2 separate regions of the Mus musculus genome follow, and region 1 is linked to region 2. Evidence: chromatin contacts called from public HiChIP or PLAC-seq data. All regions are on one chromosome and are shown on one strand. Each heading gives the region's core, a stretch centred on a gene start, on an enhancer-like site or on the middle of the called end of the contact. The rest is flanking DNA. Distances are from core to core; before and after follow the strand shown. Region 1 has its middle 17 kb from the start of Gm15498. Region 2 overlaps Zan (zonadhesin).

Region 1 (4,934 bases), core at 171-2,670, 280 kb after region 2:
AGAGTGCCCAAGTGAAGGTCAGAGGACACTTGCAGGGGTCCACTCGCTCTTTTATTTTTGTTTTTCTCAAGACAGGGTTTCTCTGGGCAGCTCTGGCTGATCTGCAACTCGCTCTGTAGACCAGGCTGGCCTCGAGGTCACAGAGATCTCTGCCTCCCAAGTGATGGAATTAAAGACCTGCAGGTGGGATCAAAGACAGGTTCTTCCAACTCGGCGATAAGCACCTTTAGCCATTAAGCCAGTGGTCTTCCGGGTCCCATAGGAGATATGCTACATATTAGGTAGTTACGTTACTATTTGTAACATTAGCAAAATTACAGTGATGAAGTTTCAACAAAATAATTCTTTGGTTGTGTGTGTGTGTGGGGGGGGGTCACCACAGCAATGAGGGTCGCAGCACTAGGAAGGTTGGGAACCTCTCCCCGCTTTCTTCCTTTTATACAGTCCAAGATGCCTGCCCAAGGAAGGGTGATACCCACAATGGGAGGCCTTTTTTCAGCTCAATTAACTGAATGGAGATAATCCCCACGGACGTGCCCAGAGGCTAACCTTAGCTAGACAATTCCTCCCTGGTGTGAAGCCGATTGTCTCAGGGGTGAGTGTGGACCCCGTGAACATCACACTCGGCAAGCAAGAGGGTCTGGCACAGGCTGTCTCAAAAACCAAGGGGAAGGCGAAGGGTTCAGTAGGACCTACCCTTAACAGAGAACTCGGCGATTTTTTAGCAGCAGCAGCAGCAGCTGTGAGGTCTGGAGAGTGAGGGATCCAGAAAGAGTTGGAGGGGGACATGGCAGGTGGATACAATCGAAATCCATCATATTTATGTATGAAGTTACTGAAGAATACATACATAAAATAAATATGAGCTGGCAGTGGTGGCACCTGATGGGAGGCTGGAGAGATGGCTCAGCAGTCGTCAGGAGCACTTGCTGCTCTTGCAGAAGACCTGGGTTTGGAGCCCTGTGGCTGCACACAACTCCAGTTTCAGGGATCTGATGCTCTCTCCTGATCTCCCTGGGCACTGCACATACACGGCACACTTACATACGTGCCAACAAGCTTTTAAAATAAAAATAGATAAATAAGGTGGAAAGCTGTTAAGAAAGATGCCTATCATTGAACTCCAGCTTACACACACACACAAACACACACACAGGGATGGGGATAGATGGGTACTTCCACTACATTGTCTTGGATCATCCATTCTGGGGAAAGTCAGCTGCCACATCATTGGAACTTTTCAGACAGCCTGGGGAGAGGGCCACACAGGAGGAAGAGAGGCAGGCTGCCAACAATCCAGTCCTAACCTGCTTGCCAGGTGAGCGAGTGAGTCATCGCGGAACAGCCAGCATCAGTCAAGCTCACAGGTGACTTCAACTCTCTAGCCTCAGGACTTCCATCTGAGGCCCCAGACGCCACCTTGGAGCTGAGCCAAGTCAATCCCGTCATGCCCTGCGTTGCCAGCCCACAGAACCATGAGACAGTAAAGGAGAGCTGTCATTTTAAAACACTAAGCTTCAAGGTAATTTGTAGCGCAGCAAAGATAAGAGAAGCAATGAGAGCGGTACACTCAGCGCTGAAGGTACACAAAGAATAGGTACTTAGCTTAAGTACCCTCTCCCCCCTCTCTCTCCCTCTCTCTCTGTGTTGCTAGGAACTTTTGTATGCTAGGCAATGACTCTACTGCTTAGTCACATCCACGCCTCCAGCCCCTCACTGAGGGATTCTATAGTCAAAGCAGTGGGCACTTGGGGTGTTGGGGGAGGAAGTGGGAGGAAGGGGGAGGAAGGGGGAGGAAGGGGGAGGAAGGGGAGGAAGGGGGAGGAAGGGGGAGGAAGGGGGAGGAAAGGGGCGGTGCAGCACAGCAAAACAGAAGCCATCAGCAAGGGCCTAGGGGTGTGGCTCTGGGCTTGAACCTTGGCCTAGAATCTCCCGGTGAGGGGTTTGGAAATGTAGGTACTTGGTAACACACTTGCCTAGAGTCCCCCAGTGAGGGGCTGGGGGCGTGGCTCAGTGGTAGAGCCCCTGCCTAGAATCCCCCAGTGAGGGGCTGGGGGCGTGGCTCAGTGGTAGAGCCCCTGCCTAGAATCCCCCAGTGAGGGGCTGGGGGCGTGGCTCAGTGGTAGAGCCCCTGCCTAGAATCCCCCAGTGAGGGGCTGGAGGTGTGGCTCAGTGGTAGAGCCCCTGCCTAGAATCCCCCAGTGAGGGGCTGGGGGCGTGGCTTAGTGATAGAGTCCCTGCCTAGAATCCCCCAGGGAGGGGCTGGGGGGCGTGGCTTAGTGGTAGAGCCCCTGCCTAGAATCCCCTAGTGAGGGGTTGGGGGCATGGCTCAATGGTGAAGCCCCTTGCCTAACATGCACAAATCCATGAGTTCCGTCCTCAACATGGAAGGGTATGAGAAACAGTCTCCTACCGAGAACGAGGTGCGAAACAAGGTGACTAAGTTCCTACCAATGCCCAAGGATGGTCGGTCTTCTGGAGAGGTTAAACGAAGCTGACTCCACCCCAGAGAACATAAGGCAGCTAAGGCCAAGGGGATTTACCATAGCGAGGGAGACCTTCAGTAGTCCTCTCCTTGAACCAACCCACTGACTTTAAATTCTAGGAGCCAGGATTCCCACATCATCTTCCTCCACGCCCCATCTGTGATTGATGGTGTCCTCTCTGGAAGAAGTACCTGCTGCAAGGGTATTGATAGATAAACAGAGAACTGAAGGTCAAATCAGCTTTTGGATGATTTGTTTCCCCCCAAATCAGACAGGAACCAAAACAACAAAGACAAATGTGAGTTGGAGGAAGCAGGAGCGAAACCAGACGAAACTCTTTTGAAACAGTAACATTGTTGCTTGCTGGATTAGGTAAGAATAGATTCTTGCTCCCTGAAGCCAGAATCAAGAACTTCGGGAAGATTAGCAGTGATGAAAGAGTCAAGGGGCCAAGCAATGGCTCGGTGGGTAAGGATGCTTGCTGCACACGCATGAGCTGATTCTGCATCACCAGGATCCATGTCAAAACCAGGTGAGTGAGCCTACGACTTCCTCCTCGTGAGGGACAGACAGGAGAACTGCGGGGGGGGGGGGGGGGGGGGCTTCTGGCAGCCAGCTGAGCTGTAGGCTCTGTGAGAGACCCTGGCTCAAGGGCTAGGAAATAAAGATGAAAAGAAAGTCTCTTAAACAGTAGAACAGAGCTGGGTGTGGTCGAGTACGATTTTTAAATCCAGCACTCATGAGGCAGTGGCAAATGGGTCTCTGTGAGTTCAAGGCCACCCTGTGCTACATAGTGAATTCCAGGACAGCCAGGGCTGAGTTTTGAGATAGGTCTTTTCTTCTTTTTTCCTTTTTCCTTTTTCCTTTTTCCTTTCCCCTTTCCTTTCCTTTCCTTTCTCTCTCTCTCTCTCTCTCTCTCTCTCTCTCTCTCTCTCTCTCTCTCTCTCTCTCTCTCTTTCTTTTTCCGAGACAGGGTTTCTCTGTGTAGCCTTGGCTGTCCTGGAACTCACTCTGTAAACCAGGCTGGCCTCGAACTCAGAAATCTGTCTGCCTCTGCCTCCTGAATGCTGGGATTAAAGGCGTGCGCCACCACACCTGGCCTCTTTTTTTTTTTTTTTTTTTAAGTTTTAATTCACTAGCAAGACACTGGAGCACCTAAGTTTGAGCCTACATCAGCTATAGAATGAGCCCCAAATTGTCCTGAGTTATAAAATGAGAATGTCTCAAAAAATAAAATAAACAAATGAATAAATAGAACATTTATGTTGCACATCTGTAACCCAAAAATGTAGGCATTGAGAACAAGGGGACCAGGAGTTTAAAGTCATGTTTGAGTATGTAATGAATTCCAGGCTAGCCTAGACTACAGGAGACTGTTTAAAACAATCCAAAAGAAAGAGCGAAAAGAAAACCAGGAAGTGGGGCTCTAGGGCCATGCTCAGTGGGCAGAACACATGTCTAGACTATGTGGTTCTGTGGGTCCAATCCCCAGAAGAACAAGCCGGGCTTAGAGATGCTCTTCTGTAATTCTCCTACGAGGGAGGAGGAGGAGGAGGCAGGAGGAAAAGGAACTAACGGTTATTCCTGACTGTATAGCAGTTTCAAAACAATCCTGGGCTACATGTGACCTGATCCCAAAACTAAATACAACAAAAACTTCATAAAGATAAAACTATAAGGTGAAAAATTATCAGAGACATAACTGTAGAAGATGGGCGGCCTAGAATAGCCAATGTTTCTGGATGAAGAGGACACACGTGCGCGCGCGCACACACACACACACACACTACAATGGGTCATAATGAAACCATATAACAATAAAACATGGAACATAGGTGCCATGACACCAGTGTGCCCAGTGACACACACAAGTCTCCCGACATACAAGCAAATAAATAAATAAATAAATAAATAAATAAATAAAATATTTTTAAAACTTTATTTTTTATTATGTATGTGTGGGTATGTATGGGCATGTACATATGTGCATATGTACATGTGTGTATGTATGACTATGCACATGTGAGCGTGTCAGATCCTCCTGGAGTAGAATTATAGATGCCATGTGGGTGCTGGGAAATTGAACCTGGGTCCTCTGCAAAAGGATGTGCTCTTAACCACTGAGCCATCTCAATAGCCCTTATTTAAAAAAGAAAAGAAGAGAAAAGAAAAAGGATTGCGGGCTGGTGAGATGGCTCAGTGGGTAAGAGCACCCGACTGCTCTTCCAAAGGTCCGGAGTTCAAATCCCAGCAACCACATGGTGGCTCACAACCATCTGTAACGAGATCTGACGCCCTCTTCTGGTGTGTCTGAAGACAGCTACAGTGTACTTATATGTAATAAATAAATAAATCTTTAAAAAAAAAAAAAAAAAAAAAAGAAAAAGGATTGCTTCTCCAGAGAACCCATGTTCAATTCCTAGCACCTACATGGTGGCTTAGATCATT
Region 2 (4,630 bases), core at 416-2,915:
GAATTCAAACTCAGGGTCCCATACTTCCAGAGCAAATGTTTTCACACTGAGCCATTTCCCAGCCCCCACCAACCCCACTCTCCACGCCCACTCACCGGGATGAGAACACCCTGAGCATCTTTGCAGCCACACTCAATTCTGAGCACACACTTGTCGTTACTCAGCACATAGTCAGGTTCACAAACGCAGCCCTCCTTGCAGGTGGAGGGGGCTTCGGGGCTGGTGCCTCTACAGAGGCCATCTGGGTCAGAGCAGGAAGGCAGGCAGGAGGGAAGGCAGTGGGTGTAGAGGCTGTGGTCCGGGCACTGCAGAGCTATAGGGGAAAGAGAGAGTGGGGTAAGTGGAGAGGCCCAGAGGGGGCTTAAAGAAGCACACGCTATAGAAACAGGAGAAGCTAGAATGTTCAAGAAAACTTGAAGGTAGGTTTTTGGGTCCCCCCCCCAAAATATTTACTGACCACAGGCTGTGTGCCAATCCCCTAGGAAAGGAAGTAATGAGAATGGGTCTTCTGAGTTATTATGGGGTGGTAACCATGAGGAAACCAAGTCTAAGAAAGTACCCAGCCCAAAAATTGGTCCCCCGAATCTCTCCTCACTGTGTTACCTCCTACCCCTGACCTCTCAGGCCCAGGGGACTAAGCTCCCTCTGGCCGTGCCCCTAATTTTTCCAGTCATGAACAGCCCCCCACCGTTCCTGTGGTCCTCTTACTGATTTCAGTGCAGTTACTGGTGTCATCCTTGATGTCCTTGCAGTAGGTCCCTGAGGGACACTGGAAGTCCCTGCAGTGGATGGTCCCTGTCACACAGGCACAGGTTTGTGTGCAGCCTTTGTTGATCCAGATCTTGTCTGCCTACAAAAGCCACGGGAGTTAAAAAATGGAACAGGAGCAGGAAGTCTGGTTAGAGGGCCACAGCCTCATCTCTCTGAAGTGCTGACCTTTGCCCTTCATATCTGCACGTTTCACATCTAGTCAGTCAACCAATTATTGATGGAAAATTGGAGGTGGTGGGGGTGAGACCTGTGTGATTGGTAGAGCACCTGCCTAGAAGCTCCCATCAAAACCCTTACAGAGCAACTCCGTGGTATCCATCTTCCCTTGGTGGTTTGGGGGCACAGGGCAGTTCACATAGCTTCTGACGACAGATGATTTGCCTGTGGAGGCTCAGCTACAGAGCACTCAGCTAGTATGTTCCAGAACCTGATCAACCCTCACACTCCAGAGGCAGTCATGAAGCCATGCATACAGACAGGCGCATCCCATGTGCACAAGGCAGAAGGGAAGAAAGTTGCCCTCATGGCACTTTTCAAAATGATCTTTGTGTGCGAGTAGGTGCATTTATGTGTGTGAAACTACAGCACATGTATGTGTAGAAGTCAGAGGATGGTCCAAACCCTCAATTGCATATTGACACAGTGCTCTCTCTCTCTCTCTCCCTCTCCCCCTCCCTCCCTCTCTCCCTCTCCCCTTCTCCTCCCCCCTCCCACCCTTTTGGCTGTTGGCCTTCTCCACTGAGCACACAGCACAAGCTAGCCCTCAAGTTTCTAGGGATTCTCCTGTTTCTGCCTCCCATCTCCCAGTAGGAGCGCTGGATTACAGGCACAGGCCACCCAGCCAGTTCACATGCATTGCAAAAATTCAAACGTAGGTCCTCATTCTTTTGGTGCATATACCTCACCCACTGAGTCATCACCCCAGCACCCCCCCATTCCCCATCCCACTCTCCACACCCACTCACAGGGATGAGGACACCCTGGGCATCTTTGCAGCCACACTCAATTCTGGGCACACACTTGTTGTTAAGCACCACATAGTCAGGTTCACAGACACAGCCCTCCTGGCAGGCGGAGGGGGCTTTGGTGGTGGAGCCCCCACAGTGGCCTTCTGGGTCCGAGCAGGAAGGCTGACAGGGTGGAAGGCAGTTGGTGAAGCTGCTGTGGGCGGGGCACTGCAGAGCTGTGGGTTAGAGGGAAAGCTGGGTTAGTGGAAAAGATTAGAGGGGCTCAGGAAACAGTAGCTATGGAAACCAGGTGTGGCTGAAGGCCAACAGAGCTTTTGAGTTTTTTTTTTTTCTCCCTTGTATTATTCATTCAGTAAACATTTACTGAGCATGCGATGCATGCTAAGCTCCAAGGAATGAAGTAATAAAATGGGTCTCCCTGTTCGTCATGGGATACTAACCGTGGAGAAACAAATGCTGAGAAAGGACCCAGTGAGTTATGGGTCAGAATCTCTCCCCTCTATCACTGACCTCCAAGGCCTGGGGAGCTAACCTTCTCATCCTGCCTCCGAGCCCTTTAGTCACGAGCATTCCCGCTCCGTCTTCCCCCAGGTGGCTCCCTTACTGATATTGGCACAGTTGCTGGTGCCATCCTCAATGTCCTGGCAGTAAGTCCCCGAGGGACACTGGAAATTCTGGCATCGAATGACCCCTTCCATGCAGTCACAGCTCTGGGAACAGCCTCTGGAAGTCCAGCTCTTGCCTGCCTGAAGAAGCCACGGGGAAAACAAAGAAAATGAGGAAGAACAGGCTGGTTCAATTGATACAGACACGCCCACGGTCTGAAGGGCTTCGATCTGCCCTCCCTATTTGTAGATTCAGCATCTAGTGTGTCAATCACCCGCAGCGGGGGGAACAAGAAACCTCTACATCTTATCAGGATGTGGTGGCACGATGCCTTCAGTCCAGGCACTCAGGAAGCAGAAGCAGGCGGATCTCTGTAAGTTCTAGGTCAGCCAGAGCTACACAGTGGGATCCTTTCTCAAAAGAACTAAAGCAAGCAAACGACTACATGCTGCACCAGAGGCTGTGGGTAGAGTGCTTGCCTGGAATCCTCCTGTGGGAGTGCCTCCCTAGTGAAGGGAATGACTGGCTGTTAAAGCTGAGGCCTAGAATCTTCCAATGGAAGCCTGGTATGTAACTCAGCCATAGAACACCAGAGTAGGACCCAACTGATAGGCAGAGTGGGAGGTGAGGGTAGGGCAGGTACTAGAGTAAAAGACCTGTCTAGAATCCCCCAGTAAAGGGCATGGGGTGCAGCTCACAGACAGCCTACCTATCCTATGGCAGGCCCTGACCAACCAAGAAATGACATCCTGGTTGGAGAGAAGCAGAGGAAACTAGAAAGTGGCCACCAAACCCATTTAAAAAATACATACATACATACATACATACATACATACATACATACATACATAATACATACATACATAATACATACTTGCATGCATGCATGCATACACACATACACACATACATACATACATACATACATATATACATACATGCGCTGCTCTCCACAAGACTAGTTAGTTCCCACCTCCTGGAGACCCACCAGTATTCAACTACCAGGAGCACTGTGAGTTCAGAGCCACTATAATAGCTTTTGTGGGCTGTGGTAATTTGAACCCAGGTCCTCATAGTTGCACTATGATTGGTGGCCATTCTTGGTTGTCAACTTGATTACATCCGGAATGAACTAAAACCCAAATGACTGGGCACACCTATGAGTGATTTCCTTTCTTAATCGAATCATTTGAAGATGGAAGACCCACTTCCAATCTGGATCTTTGAGGCGAGAAGATTCACCTTTAATATGGACCGCACCTTGTGCTGGCAGCTTATATGAGGGACATGGAAGGAGGAAGCTTTCTCTCTGTGTGAGTGCCCCTCTAGCAAGTCCATTCCTTCACTGGCATTAAAGCCTACTTCTGTGGGATTCTGGGATATACTAAAATCAGTATATGCCTGAGAGATGCAGCCTTATAGACTGAGCAACTACTAGATTCTGGAACCTTCCATTTATAGTCAGCCATTGCTGGGTTAGCTGGACCACAGAGTGTAAATCACTCTAATACATTCCCTTTCTATACACTGTCATTCCATACCCTCTGTTACTCTAGAAAACTCTGATTAATACACCCAAGAGATTGACCCACCAAGCACCCTCAAACCCACTTTCTATGCCAACTCACAGGGATGAAACCACCCTGGGTATGTTGGCAGCCACACTCAATTCTGAGCACACACTTGTCGTTGCGCAGCACATAGCCAGGTTGACACACGCAGCCCTCTTTGCAGTTAGAGTGGGCATTGGTGCTGATGCCCTCACAGTGGCCGTCGGGGTCAGAGCAGGAAGGATGACAGGGGGGAAGGCAGTCTGTGAACTTGCTGTGGGCTGGGCACTGCAGAGCTACGGGGTTGAAGGAGAAAGGGGTTAGTGGAGAGAGTAAAGGGGCCCCATAGAACACAGAAACCAAGCAGGGTAGAATAACTGAGAGATCTCGGGGCTCCCCTTTTCACTGTGCATTCGGCAAACATCTCTGACAGTGGACTATATGCCAAGACATAGAGAAGAAAGGAGGAAGAGTGTGGGAGAGTAACCACTTAGAGACTGACACTGAGAACAGTCCTAGCTCAACATGAGCACCAGAGGCCTTTTTTTAAACTAGGGTAGCTCTTACCCCTGAGCTTTAGGCCTAGAGGGCCCAGATCCTTCTTGCCCTGCCTCTGACTTTTCCTGCCTCGAGCACACCCTCCCAGCTTGCTCATGGCTCCCTTACAGATTTTGACACAGTTACTGCTGCCATCATTGCTGTTCTTGCAGTATGTCCCTGGGGGACACTGGAAAT

What was found. HiChIP or PLAC-seq counts read pairs in DNA pulled down with a chosen protein or histone mark.
Region 1: a FOXA1 HiChIP or PLAC-seq map of pancreatic cancer cells shows a contact between it and region 2. The contact joins two enhancer-like sites. A contact is called at or near these places in 1 of 115 datasets of contacts at active chromatin or transcription factors (pancreatic cancer cells) and 1 of 9 other capture datasets (liver).

What each region holds. Positions count from the first base shown.
Region 1 is chr5:137,705,676-137,710,609 of GRCm38.p6, forward strand. No RefSeq gene overlaps it. Among named protein-coding and RNA genes, the nearest start is that of Gm15498, 17 kb to the left of the region's middle. Within about 2 kb of position 1,421, at least 148 of the 459 cell types and tissues checked have an H3K27ac peak or open chromatin away from gene starts, as enhancers often do. A contact at or near this core is called in pancreatic cancer cells, where this site is marked.
Region 2 is chr5:137,423,821-137,428,450 of GRCm38.p6, forward strand. It overlaps Zan (zonadhesin), which reads right to left. Exons shown (of 88, transcript NM_011741.2): 37 at 4,562-4,630; 38 at 3,974-4,191; 39 at 2,344-2,485; 40 at 1,737-1,954; 41 at 709-850; 42 at 96-313. Among named protein-coding and RNA genes, the nearest start is that of Zan, 51 kb to the right of the region's middle. Within about 2 kb of position 1,666, at least 42 of the 459 cell types and tissues checked have an H3K27ac peak or open chromatin away from gene starts, as enhancers often do. A contact at or near this core is called in pancreatic cancer cells, where this site is marked.